3 separate regions of the Sus scrofa genome follow, and regions 2 and 3 are each linked to region 1. The links are chromatin contacts, called in public HiChIP or PLAC-seq maps. All regions are on one chromosome and are shown on one strand. The core of a region is the stretch at or near the end of the contact, and the rest is flanking DNA. Distances in the headings are between cores, read along the strand shown. Region 1 overlaps ADCY2 (adenylate cyclase type 2). Region 2 overlaps ADCY2 (adenylate cyclase type 2). Region 3 overlaps ADCY2 (adenylate cyclase type 2).

Evidence for each region. HiChIP or PLAC-seq counts read pairs in DNA pulled down with a chosen protein or histone mark.
Region 2: a contact with region 1 is called in an H3K27ac HiChIP or PLAC-seq map of skeletal muscle. The contact joins two enhancer-like sites. A contact is called at or near these places in 2 of 47 Hi-C or Micro-C datasets (psoas muscle and skeletal muscle) and 1 of 2 datasets of contacts at active chromatin or transcription factors (skeletal muscle).
Region 3: an H3K27ac HiChIP or PLAC-seq map of skeletal muscle shows a contact between it and region 1. The contact joins two enhancer-like sites. A contact is called at or near these places in 3 of 47 Hi-C or Micro-C datasets (psoas muscle and skeletal muscle) and 1 of 2 datasets of contacts at active chromatin or transcription factors (skeletal muscle).

Annotation. Positions count from the first base shown.
Region 1 is chr16:74,464,639-74,468,392 of Sscrofa11.1, reverse strand. The region is part of intron 4 of ADCY2 (adenylate cyclase type 2); the gene reads left to right. Among named protein-coding and RNA genes, the nearest start is that of C16H5orf49, 180 kb to the right of the region's middle. Within about 2 kb of position 1,857, at least 10 of the 83 cell types and tissues checked have an H3K27ac peak or open chromatin away from gene starts, as enhancers often do. A contact at or near this core is called in skeletal muscle, where this site is marked.
Region 2 is chr16:74,687,240-74,690,993 of Sscrofa11.1, reverse strand. All of the region lies in intron 2 of ADCY2 (adenylate cyclase type 2), which reads left to right. Among named protein-coding and RNA genes, the nearest start is that of ADCY2, 41 kb to the left of the region's middle. Within about 2 kb of position 1,878, at least 1 of the 83 cell types and tissues checked has an H3K27ac peak or open chromatin away from gene starts, as enhancers often do. A contact at or near this core is called in skeletal muscle, where this site is marked.
Region 3 is chr16:74,654,307-74,658,060 of Sscrofa11.1, reverse strand. All of the region lies in intron 2 of ADCY2 (adenylate cyclase type 2), which reads left to right. Among named protein-coding and RNA genes, the nearest start is that of ADCY2, 74 kb to the left of the region's middle. Within about 2 kb of position 2,025, at least 3 of the 83 cell types and tissues checked have an H3K27ac peak or open chromatin away from gene starts, as enhancers often do. A contact at or near this core is called in skeletal muscle, where this site is marked.

The DNA of each region.
Region 1 (3,754 bases), core at 608-3,107:
ACAGCTGCTGGCCTACAACAGGATCCCAGCCATGTGTGGGACCTGCAGCACAGCTCACGGCAATGCCAGGTCCCCAACCCACTGAGGGAGACCAGGGATCGAACCTGCATCCTCTTGGGTCCTAGTTAGATTCATTTCCGCTGCACCACAGCAGGAACTCCGTGGCGCTTTCTCCTAGCAGCCCTAGGAAGGAACAGTGTCATGCAGCCACCTTGGCAGGCACGCTCCATGCACAGGTAGCGTGTCCCTTGCTTTCCTCAGCACAAAGTATGCTCGCAACAGTGACATGGAGCAATTCTCCAAGACTCCTGAGTTCCAGCGCTTCCCGGAGGACAAGGATGGTGAGAGGGTTCTATTGACCCAATTATTTCATCACCTTCTTAAGCAAAGCTGCATTTTAAGCACAGGCAACGTGTGTGACAGGCGGTGAAATGGGATGCTGCCTAGAGCACGGGTTCTCAGGCTCCACGCTGTTGACGTGTGGAGCCGGACCCTTCTCTGCTGTGGGGCCACCTGTGCACTGTAGGATCTTGAGCCACACCCCTGCCCTCTACCCACTATGTGCCAGTAGCATCCTCCAGATGTGACAGCCAACAGTGTCCCCAGGCACTGCCAGGTGCTCCCTAGGGAGGTACGGAATTGTCCGCAGGTGCAGACACTGGGGTAGACTGAGACCCCTTCTGCTCTTGCCTTCTTCCTCCCCGTAGGGTTTTATTTACTTATTTATTTGGGATCTTGCAGGACCACCCTTTAAAGTAGCTATTGAGCCACCCCGTTTCTACTATGCAAGGATCTCCATCCTCCCTCAGCTGGGAAACTGATAATGCCTTTAATTTGCTTCTCTCTGAGGGTTTACAGGCATTAGGAAGAATTTTCTGGGTTTTGTCTGCTCAGTGAGACCGCTTAGACAGGTGGCCAGGGGTTAAGAGCTAAGCACACGCCACATCACACTCAGCCCTGGTACCTTCTCTTTCTCTTCTTGGTCATTGGTTCCAGAAGTTTAAGATACTGGGCCATGCCCTTTTTGGTGTTGTTGCTGTTATTGGTGAATTTTCCTTGTTGCTTTTTATAATGTTGGCCTATTGCGTTCCGTACCATGGGAGGGAGGTTGTGCCCTATAGTTTTCACATGGCAACTGAATGTGGCCACCTAGTTTATGAATCTACTTATAGTCATCAACAAACAGAGTCACAATTACTGATCATTTAATTAGTATAAAAATCTGGAATTGCAAAGGACAAGCAAATAAAATGCATTCTCTCTGCACAGTTTACACCATAACGGAGGAGCCAATGTAAGTGAAAAGAGAGAATAACTGAGTGGTAAGTGGGCATTGTTGACAATGAAGTGAATCTTCATTCAGAGAACACATCCACGCATGTGGGCTGGAACGAGTCTAAGCAGGTTTCTGAGCATCAAGGCTAACAGACCTCCTGCGTAGCACGCATGATCTCAGCCCTCTCTGAGCATTAATCCCGTTAACCCCACAGCAGCCTCCGTGTAGCTGACTCTTCTCATCCCCTTTAAGATGAGGGGCAATGGGGTCCTTACTGTACACCACAGGCCACTGTGTCCAGCCTCTTGGGTAGAACATGATGGAATGAAAAAAAGAGTGTGTGTGTGTGGGTGTGTGTGTGTGTGTGTGGGTGTGACTGGGTCACTGTGCTATACGGCAGAAATTGACTATTAAATCAACTATACTCTAAAAAACAAGTTAAAAATAAAAGATTAGGGGCAAGAGCTAATCTTAAAGGAGAAAGAAGAAAGAAACAAAACACCAAGTACAGCAGGACAGAGCTTACAGGGAGAAATGAGCAGACGTCACTCTGGAATGTTATGAACGATACGGTAAAAAGACCAGTAGGCACGCCCGGATCAGATGATAAGCGCGGTGGAAATGTTTAGGCCAGTTTTTGTAACCGGAGTGGATGGGATCGGTGAGCTCACCAGGTCAGTGATGTCATCACTACCGCTGTTGATCGTGTGTTGCTGTTGGAAGCAGAGAATAGCTGGCGGCTGCCCGCTTGCACTGATAGAAGCATACAGCTGTGGTAGAACACTTGCAAATGCAAGTGTCTGTTGTCATGATTTTTTAAAAAATAATTATTTGGAAAGGGAAGAGATAATTCTGTTTCACTTTGTAAATGTTTTGGCACTTTAAAGTGTGATTTTTTTTTTTATTCTGTAAGCTTGCAGTATTGGGCTACAAATGACTGAGGGTCACACATTTTATTGTATGTGAGTTTCATGATTTTGAATCCAAGTTGAATAAGAGTCTGAGGTCCATCAAGTGAATTGGATGCTTTGGATGCCTCTGCGCTATCATAATTGCATATTTTACATGCAAAGAACATCTTGCTTTGGGTAGTGTGGTCTGGTATGCTTTTATCAGCTACCAGAAAAGAAGTTGAGTAAAAATCACTCAACAGAACAGAACATTCCCAGATATTTCAATGGATCACTTAAGAAAAAATTATGAACCACATCCAAATGCCATTTCATTACTTTTTCCTTTTCCTTTCAAGACTGTTTATTTAAGAAATCTCTTTAATCCTATTCAATTTTTAAAATTTTTATTTCATGACAAAAAACCAACATGAGTTTTTTAAAACCCTCTTTTACTGAGCTAATTCATATGAATTTATGTCTAAAACAATCTTAAAATAAATTGAAAGTGACTCATTGCATTTCTAGACAGCTGCTTAATTTCCATTGTCTATCTTGTTTGCTTAAAGGCATTTCTAAGAATTATTTCCCGAGTGTTCATTTGAGGTGGAAGCCAAAATGGGAACACTGTAGGCAGAATTAAGTAGCCTTTTCCTCAATTCTCACCCAGAGCTGGTCTGCCTTCTTATCCTCTGGAGTGTCTGCCCAGCCTGGAGCAAGTGTTCGGAATAAGACTGAGACGAGAGATAGTTGTGGGCAAGGCTGGACCCAAGGTGAATTCACAGAAAGTCAACTTGGGTCCAGCGTAGGTGAGACCCGACTTGACCTGGGTCCCGGAGTCCTCACAGAGAGGCCCAGGGCCTCCAGAGCCCCTAGAAATGATTTAACCCTTGAGTCCACCAGGCCTGGGACCATGGATTTTGGAAGCCTCTGGCTCCCAGTCTGTGTCTGATAGAACACACCACGACTTTTCCCCATCCCTTGAATTGGGACAGGCATGTTTTTTGCTTTGACCAACAGAATATAGGAAACTGATGCTCTATGAATTCTGTGCTAAGGCCTTAGGGGGCCCCGAGATCCCCTCTTGATTTCTGGAACTGCTGACCTGATATCACCGTCAGGAAACCAGTCCAGCCTAACGGAGGATGAGTGGCCACAGGGAGAACCAAGACCCAGAGGCCGGCCAGCAGCAACTGCCAAACCAACGAAAGGCCCACGTTGGACCTTCCATCCGAGCCAGCCTTCCAGCCAAACACAGTCACGTGACCGGCCTGCAGCAAAACCAGCAAAGGAACCTTCGGCTGATCCACAGCCTCATGGAATGGGATCAGGGTAGGGGAGAAAGACATCACTGATCCAAACCACCAGTCTTGGGATGATTTGTTTTGCAGCAGAAGATAACTGAACTGCATCCCTAATCCAAAGCAGGCGTCAACTCCAGTCAGCGTGGACCCAGGAGCCCAGGGAAACAGCATGCTCTTGGATTCTTTCCTTAGACATCGCTGCCTAGGACTCAGTATCGGGGCAGACGCCAGCCTTTCGCATGTCGGTGTAGTGCTCCTGAAAATGCATTTGCTGGTTGACACGT
Region 2 (3,754 bases), core at 629-3,128, 220 kb before region 1:
TTAGAGTAAAATTTTGAAAAAAAAAAAAAGAACATCAGTTATGCCTTTGACCTGGATTTGCTGCTCTGGACTGTGGGTCCCAGCCCAGCTTTTAGAGTCCGACCCACTTGTGGGTCTCCCAGTGGCTCTGAGCGGGTTGGCTGTCTCTCCTGCTGCTTCCTGTCCTGCAGTCTCTGTGGCGTGATTGTTCAGATCATGGAAAAACAACCCTTCTTTTTAACCTGAATGTGTGCGATTGCTAGTTCTAATAAAACGTGTTCTATTTTTCAAACTTTCGAAATACTGTTTCTTGAGCACTCTGCACATGCCAGGGAATCTAATACTGAGCGATGGTAAGAGCTGTCACCGCATCCATATTTAACAGGGAATGAAGATGCATTCAAAAGGTTCAAAGAATGTGATGACTTAAGAGAAATAGCTAGAGGGTGATATCATTACATTTTCTTGGAATAAATACTTGGGGTATTAATTAATGGCCTCAGCCTTAAATTCTGTAAAGTGATTGTTATTAATATTTGAATATTAACTGTTTTCTTTGGTTCCCAACTATTCAAAAAAAAAAAAAACCCAAAAACCTCAAACTGTTGACAAAATATTTGGGAATGAAGGATTAAAATGAAGGCAGCTTGGTCTTCGAACTTTACATATGCATGTTGTTGAGTTCGATATGGTTGTATTTTCGACAGTTTTTTTTTCTTCATTGCTTTTGAGGGCCCCCCTGCAGCATATGGAGGTTCCCAGGCTAGGGGTCAAATAAGAGGTGCATCTGTGGGCCTACACCCCAGCCACAGCAATATAGGATCTGAGCCCCATCTGTGACCTACACCACAGCTCAGGGCAGTGCAGGATCCTTGACCCACTGAGCGAGGCTGGGGATCAAACCCACATCCTCATGAATACTAGTCAGGTTCTTAACCCACTGAGCCACAGTGGGAACTCCAATTGACAATTTTTTTTTAAATTGACCTATAATGATCGTGCTTGTAACATTAGCATGGAAGAATTGAATGAAATATCTGTAGATTGATTCAAGCCCTGCCGTTCTCTTCCATCAGTGACCTTCCGCCTGCCTTCTTTTAAGGTACGTGCTTTCCTTCAGACCACAGTCAGTGTGCTGAATGCAGAAACTTGGTCAACATCTAATGCTTTGCATTCCAGATTCTCTTCATGCTCCATGTCTTCGAAGAAGATGAAACTCAGCATCTAGATACATATCTTTGTCCCTATTAGAGATGCGAAGACACCAGGGCTCAGTAGGGTACTTTTGGATGCCTTGCACTCTTAAGTTGTGCACATGAACTCCAGTGGTTGCCTTAGACACTGAAAGCTTTATAGTTTGGAGGGCATCTCTCTGCGGGCTTCTGGTGCAGCCCCTAAGCTTTCATCTGGTTATTTGTGAGCTTCACAGTAGGGAGAGCACAGAAATTCTAGATCTCACCGGGTGGGGCTTGGGGGGGGGTCCCTCAAAGTCGAGGCCCACGTATTGTGATTTTAAACAGCCGCTTGTCTCAGCCAAGATCACGAGGGTGTCTGCCCTGTTCGAGGGCGGCCTGGGTCCAGGATCTCTTTCATAGCCCTCGGGATGATCTGAGTGTGGAGGATTCAGCCAGTTTCACCCAGAATACCAATTTATGGTTTTATTGCTGTTTAGAGAGTACTCTTCTCTGCCAACCAAGATACCTTCTTTCTGGTGCTAGGTTTCCTGGGAGACCATTCAGTTGGGTGTGTGTTGAAGATCAGATCAGAACAAAGCAGGTTATGGGCGCTCCTTGGGTATTTTATTCAGGCTGCAGCAGAGTCTGAGGAATAGCTCAGTCGCACAATGAGGTCATTGCTGTTGGCAGGTTGTGTTGGGCAAAAGTCTTGGCCTCTGTTGCTTGGAGATCCTCAGGACCAGTTTCAGTGTCCTGCTGATACTCTCAAGTGAACCGATGTAAGGTCCCCTATGGAAGTGAGGTCCAGGGAAGAGGACGGCTCTTTGGAATCCGAGCATTATTTCCTCCCACTGGAGGAAGACCCAGGCTTGGTTTCGGCTGACGTCATCTCCTCTGGATGCCCCTTCGCTCTCTGTCTAACCCACGCCCGATGCGGGAACCCGCCCTTTTGCCATCTGACATCATGGAATCTCCAGCAGAACCTGGAGACTGGGCCCAGTAGGGCTGGTTCAGGACAGAAGAAAGGCCATTTCTAACCTCTGGAAACACTACCATTGCATCTAAGCCATTGCTTAACTAAATAAATACACTTTCCTGTAAGGGGTTAGAAGATTTCTAACCGATTCCAATTGGGGGAAAAAAAAAGGAGTCCTGGGAGTAACAGGGGCTGTGTTGACAGCGAAGGTCTGTCTCCGTTTGGGTTTAGACCAGCGCACATGCGTGATCAGCAATGGGTCCCATGGTGGCCACATGTGGCTCTGGTGTCACTCATAATCCTGAGATGCTTCTGCCCAATGAGACCGAACCACAGAGACTCCAGCACTTATAAATAATCTCCTCTGGTCGGCAGGTAGTTTCCCCCCCAGCGGTGATGAAGTGACTTAGTAATGATGAATTTCTGTAGGTAAAGGCTCATGTGAAAACTTTGGAAGCCCTTGGAAGTCTTAACGTTCTTCCCTTGGCCTTGAGCAGAGTCAGCATGGACTAGAAACACAGATAATCTGTTAGTTGCCGCTTCCAGATTTGCGAATTGCCTACAAGCTAAGATGTGTTTGTAACCCCAGATGGGGAGTTGAGGTCATTCATGGACATGCGCAGAGCGGTGGAAATCTGAGCTCCCCCTTGTGCTGTGTTTAGCTGAGCTGGAGCAGGCATTCCTCTGCCGCCTGGCTTCAGCTCCCACTGTATGCAAGTGTCCTCGGGATTTATTCAGTGCCACATTATTTTATCTTTTGCTGCTTTGTGTTGATGAGTTCACTGCTTAAAAACCCTTCAAGCATCTTGTTGACGTGCTGTTTGGTGTTCCTAATTACAGGAAGGCAGCGATGTGCCTTCAGGAGAAAATATATGTTAGAGAAGCTTCATTCAGGCACGAGCTGGAGATGTTGGCTGTGAGAGCAACGTCAGTGAATCAGCAGTAGCTAGGAACTAAGGTCCCTTGAACAGAAATACAGCAAAACAAAGTTATGTATTGATTGGTTGATGAAAATGCTGTGACCCGGGGCTGCAGGGCCCCGGCTCGTAGTTAATGGTTGCATACTCACTCGTTCAGTGTTCCTTGTGTGGCATAGCCATAGCTATGGAAATAAGGAGGGGTCACCTTACCGTGGGAGGGCGAGCAACAGCAAGGTCAGTGTCATAGCCCATGGCCCTGGCACTGGGACTGCTGGCTTCAGGTTTCGGCCGCTCCCATCACCTTTTCCGTTTCCATGTGTGCTGAGTTGAAATAACACGTGCCTGGGCTTTGATGATTCTGTGAGCTGTTTTTTTTTTTTTTTGGTCTCACTCAGTTTCAGCTCCTTGTTGAAATATTGTGAAGTGATGATGGCGTTTGAAAACCAGAAAAACAGGCCCAGGTGAAGGATCGAGCCGTTCCAGAATGAACGTTCAAGAAACAAACGTCCTTTGGTCAGAATGTGCTTGATGAGTGATCCTCGCTGTTGGTGGTGACATCTTTAGCAGCTGGTGCATCTGGCAGCCTGTTTGACTGCAGGTGCCCAACTGGGTGACCTGCTGTCCCAGAGTGCTCCTGGGCCCCTGAGAGACAGCGTATGAAGGTGGCGTTTGGGGGGTGCTTCTGTGATGGGAAGGGGCACCGT
Region 3 (3,754 bases), core at 776-3,275, 190 kb before region 1:
AAAAGCCGTGGGAGCATTTTACAGTCAAGAAAAGCCTTGACTCGTTTCCCCCTAAGATAGCCCTGTGAAAAAAAGCATCAGGACAAGTCTAGAGGCACTGGGTATTGAATTATTTTTTAAAATACAGAAAAGTGATTTGCTATCCTTAATCTGAGCTTAAGGTCTCATCTGACTTCATGATGTGTTTCAGAGTATTGTCTGCGTGATTCTGGAAAGGTCAGTTTTAAAGAAGTAAGTATTTGCAACCGTGCATTTGTCTAGATTCTACTTGCTGATTTTTTGACATTGAGTTGGGGCGATCTAGATTTAGAGGCTCTTTTTTTGCGATTCTCAGTCAGTGACACCGTGCGGAGGGCATCTGTGCCTGATGGCGCATGTCACCTTTGCGTCAAGTGTGTGTGGTCAGGGACGGCACAGGCTGTTTGTCAAGGCATTGGTATTTTTTTGTTATAGAGAGCTTCTACGATCTGCTCTTATCTGATCTTCAGATGACATGTGTTTCTGGATTTTTTTTTTAATTAAATTAAATTTTCGTGGCTGCAGCATGCAGCAGCCTGATGTGGTATCTTAGTTCCCAGACCAGGGATGGAACCTGGGTTGCCACAATAAAAGCTCTGAGTCCTAATCCCTAGACCACCAGGGAACTCCTGTGTTTCTGTATTTGAGATAGAATTCCTTTGCCTAAAGCATGGTTTGCAGCCTAATCTGAGCAAAGCTGGAACTTGTCTCTGTGAAATTTACATATCTGTACATGGACTAAACCCTTCATCTTTACTGTGTTATTGATCCACTCTTGACATTCAGGGGTTTAAATAAAACACTGAAAATATTTAGTTACATCAGTTAGGTGCAGGTACTCTGGCAGGCAGCCGTTACTTTTTGTGAATGGACAAAGCCGTTGATTTAAGGGAATTTAGTTTGCTTTATTCGGTCTTTTACGCTACATGGTGCCCGAGAGACTGGCGATAACAGAAGAATTTTGTGACTGGCTGATTGACTGAATGAGTATAAAACTTTGTGAGGCGTTCTCGCTGTGGCACAGTGGGTTAAGGATCCAGTGTTGCTGCAGCTGTGGCGTAGGTCACAGGTGCAGCTGGGATTCGATCCCTGGCCTGGGAACACCACATGCTGTGGGTGCGGCCAAAAAAGACCCCCCAAATTTGTTGGTGATGTCAGTGGTGGTGGCGTGGTGCTTCTGTAACTTTCTGAGTTTGCTTTATCAGCATCGTAAGCCCAGGACCTGTTCCTCTTCCAGGGCAGGGATAACTTACTAAGTTGGTACCACTGAGCAGTGATAGTCTCTCCCCTCCAGGTGAGTAGGTCGCCTGGATGCTGGCTTCATCATCCCAACAGCCGGGCTTATTACTGATCATCGAATGATTACCAAAGATCCTGTTTCTACCAAATAGGAGGCTTTAAATAAACATATCAACTAATATTAGCCTGGCCATTAGCAAGCATCTACAGTCTGAGCAGACCGAGGAATGATGAAGGAACTAGGAATCGCTGTAAAAATATGACTGCTCTTTCCAGTAGTGTCTTACCTCTGTACTTATTTGCACTAGGTGTTTCTGCCTGTATGAGTGTGTCTGTATAATCTTAATAATCATAGAATGTATTGGAACACACGAGGTGCGCAAATATTTGTTGAATGAATGGTGTGTCTTTGCTACTCAGTGCACGTTTATCGAACTGTTGGGGAGAAAACGGAAGCACATTTGATAGAGTACAATTGTCCCGTCTTCTGATAGTCTGTGTCAGGCCAGTCTTTCGGGCAAACAAAGGCATCTCTATTCGTACAGAATGTTTAGACACAACAACACACACCGATGTTTTTTTAAAGGGAGAGTCCCTGGCCTGAAACAAATTTCACTCCAAAAGTATGTTTATTTTTCCCTGGTGACACACTAGCGTAAACGAAAGCTATGGCAGATTTTGTTTTATGTCTTGGGAGTTGCAGGAAAACACTGAGCCTTCCGTGTGACCACAGCTGCCTAGGGGACATTCAGGAACAGTCTGCCACCTACTAAGATACTTAAGAGCGTGGCTATTTTAACTGTAACTTGATATTTTCGGGTGTTATTGATGCCAGGACCAGGCTGCTTGAATCTATAATGAAAACATCTTGTGGAATTCAATATTTACCTTTTAATCTGTAGATCCAGTCTTTTACCTGCTGTATCATTTTCAGGGTTTGGATGATTAAAACTTAGCCGAGACCCTGATAAAACGTGTGATGTCTTACCGGTGGACATCCTTGGAATCCGAAGCGGTTAATGTGTCTCACCCTTGATTCATGAAGGTGTTCCCTGTATTGGCGTTTTTAGGGGGCCAAATTCAGCATGAGGCATACAGAGCAAAAGCATGACTTTTTAAAAAGGGACACATTTGTAGGAGTGGCGGGATTTATGCATCAAGCCTGATGTCTGAGAGGTGCTGCATGGGCTCGTTCTTTTCGGGTTACGTGGTGAGACCATGAGGTCACTTATTCATGCTTGAAACAGAGATGTCTCATTTGAGCTACAGTCTCACAGCTTCGTAGTCTGCTCTGCTCCATCAGTAAGACTCACCTGGTTTATTTCTCAGGTGCTGGATCACTGTAGGAAGCTAGTTTTAAATGACGTTCTAAGAGTCATGACTTTAGGTAAATGATGATGACTCTTAGCCTGTCAATATGTGTATTTTTCTCCTTTCATTCAGAAACAGTTCTGATGTTGCTGTGGCTGTGGTGTAGGCCAGCAGCTGTAGCTCTGATTCGACCCCTAACCTGGGAACTTCCATATGCTGCAGATGTGGCCCTAAAAAGGAAAAAAAAAAAAAGGAAATTTTACTAGGGAGAAAAAACGCAATCTATGCGATCTACAGAATTGCAGAGGTTTTAGGAGTAAACTCTTTAACAAACGGGCACAACCTTTATGAAGAAGGGAGTGACGCTGTTTCAGTGTAGGAATTGAAGTTCAAGTAGCTGAAGCACTGAGGTGTCCTGCTGGGGAGGACTCCAGCCCTGCCCCCTTCCTTTAGCTTCTTGGCGAGTGAGTGCTCCCTGATGGCTCTTCCAAGCCTCTCTCTCCTTCCCACCCTCACTCTTGGAGGATAACCTTGCATCCTCGCCCATTTCACGGGGGAGTTTTGAGCAGTGCAAGGAGCTCCCACCACCATCTCCACATCCCGACATGTCTAGCCCGGGCCCATCATGGCCTTGGGCTGCCTGTGGTCCCCTTATCTGAGACCACCTCCTTCCTCTTGGGCGGGTTTCAGAAACTCCCTCTCCACTGGCCCTTCCCCTTCAGCCCACTAGCCTGCCATTCTTACATCTCAACACCAATGCCTTGACTGCATTCTCCATGAACTACTGTTCCATTCTTGTCTTTCCATTTGTAACAAAACGCCCTGAAGGAGTTGTGGTTGCCAAGGGGGAGGGCGAGGGACTGGGGTGGACTGAGAATCTGGGCTTAAGAGATGCACACTATAACCTTTGGACTGGATACGCAATGAGATCCTGCTGCATAGCCCTGGGAACTATATCTAGTCACTTCTGATGGAGCCTGATGGAGGGTAATGTGAGAAAAAGAATGTATATATGTATGTGTGCCCGGGTCACATTGCTGTACAGAAGAAAATTGGCAGAACACTGTAAACCAGCTATAATGGAAAAAATAAAAGTCATTAAAAATTTTTTTTTAAATGGGTTAAAAAAAAAACCAAAAGCGGTGTCTGTGCTGCCTGGACCCCACACCAGTCCAGAGTGGATGAG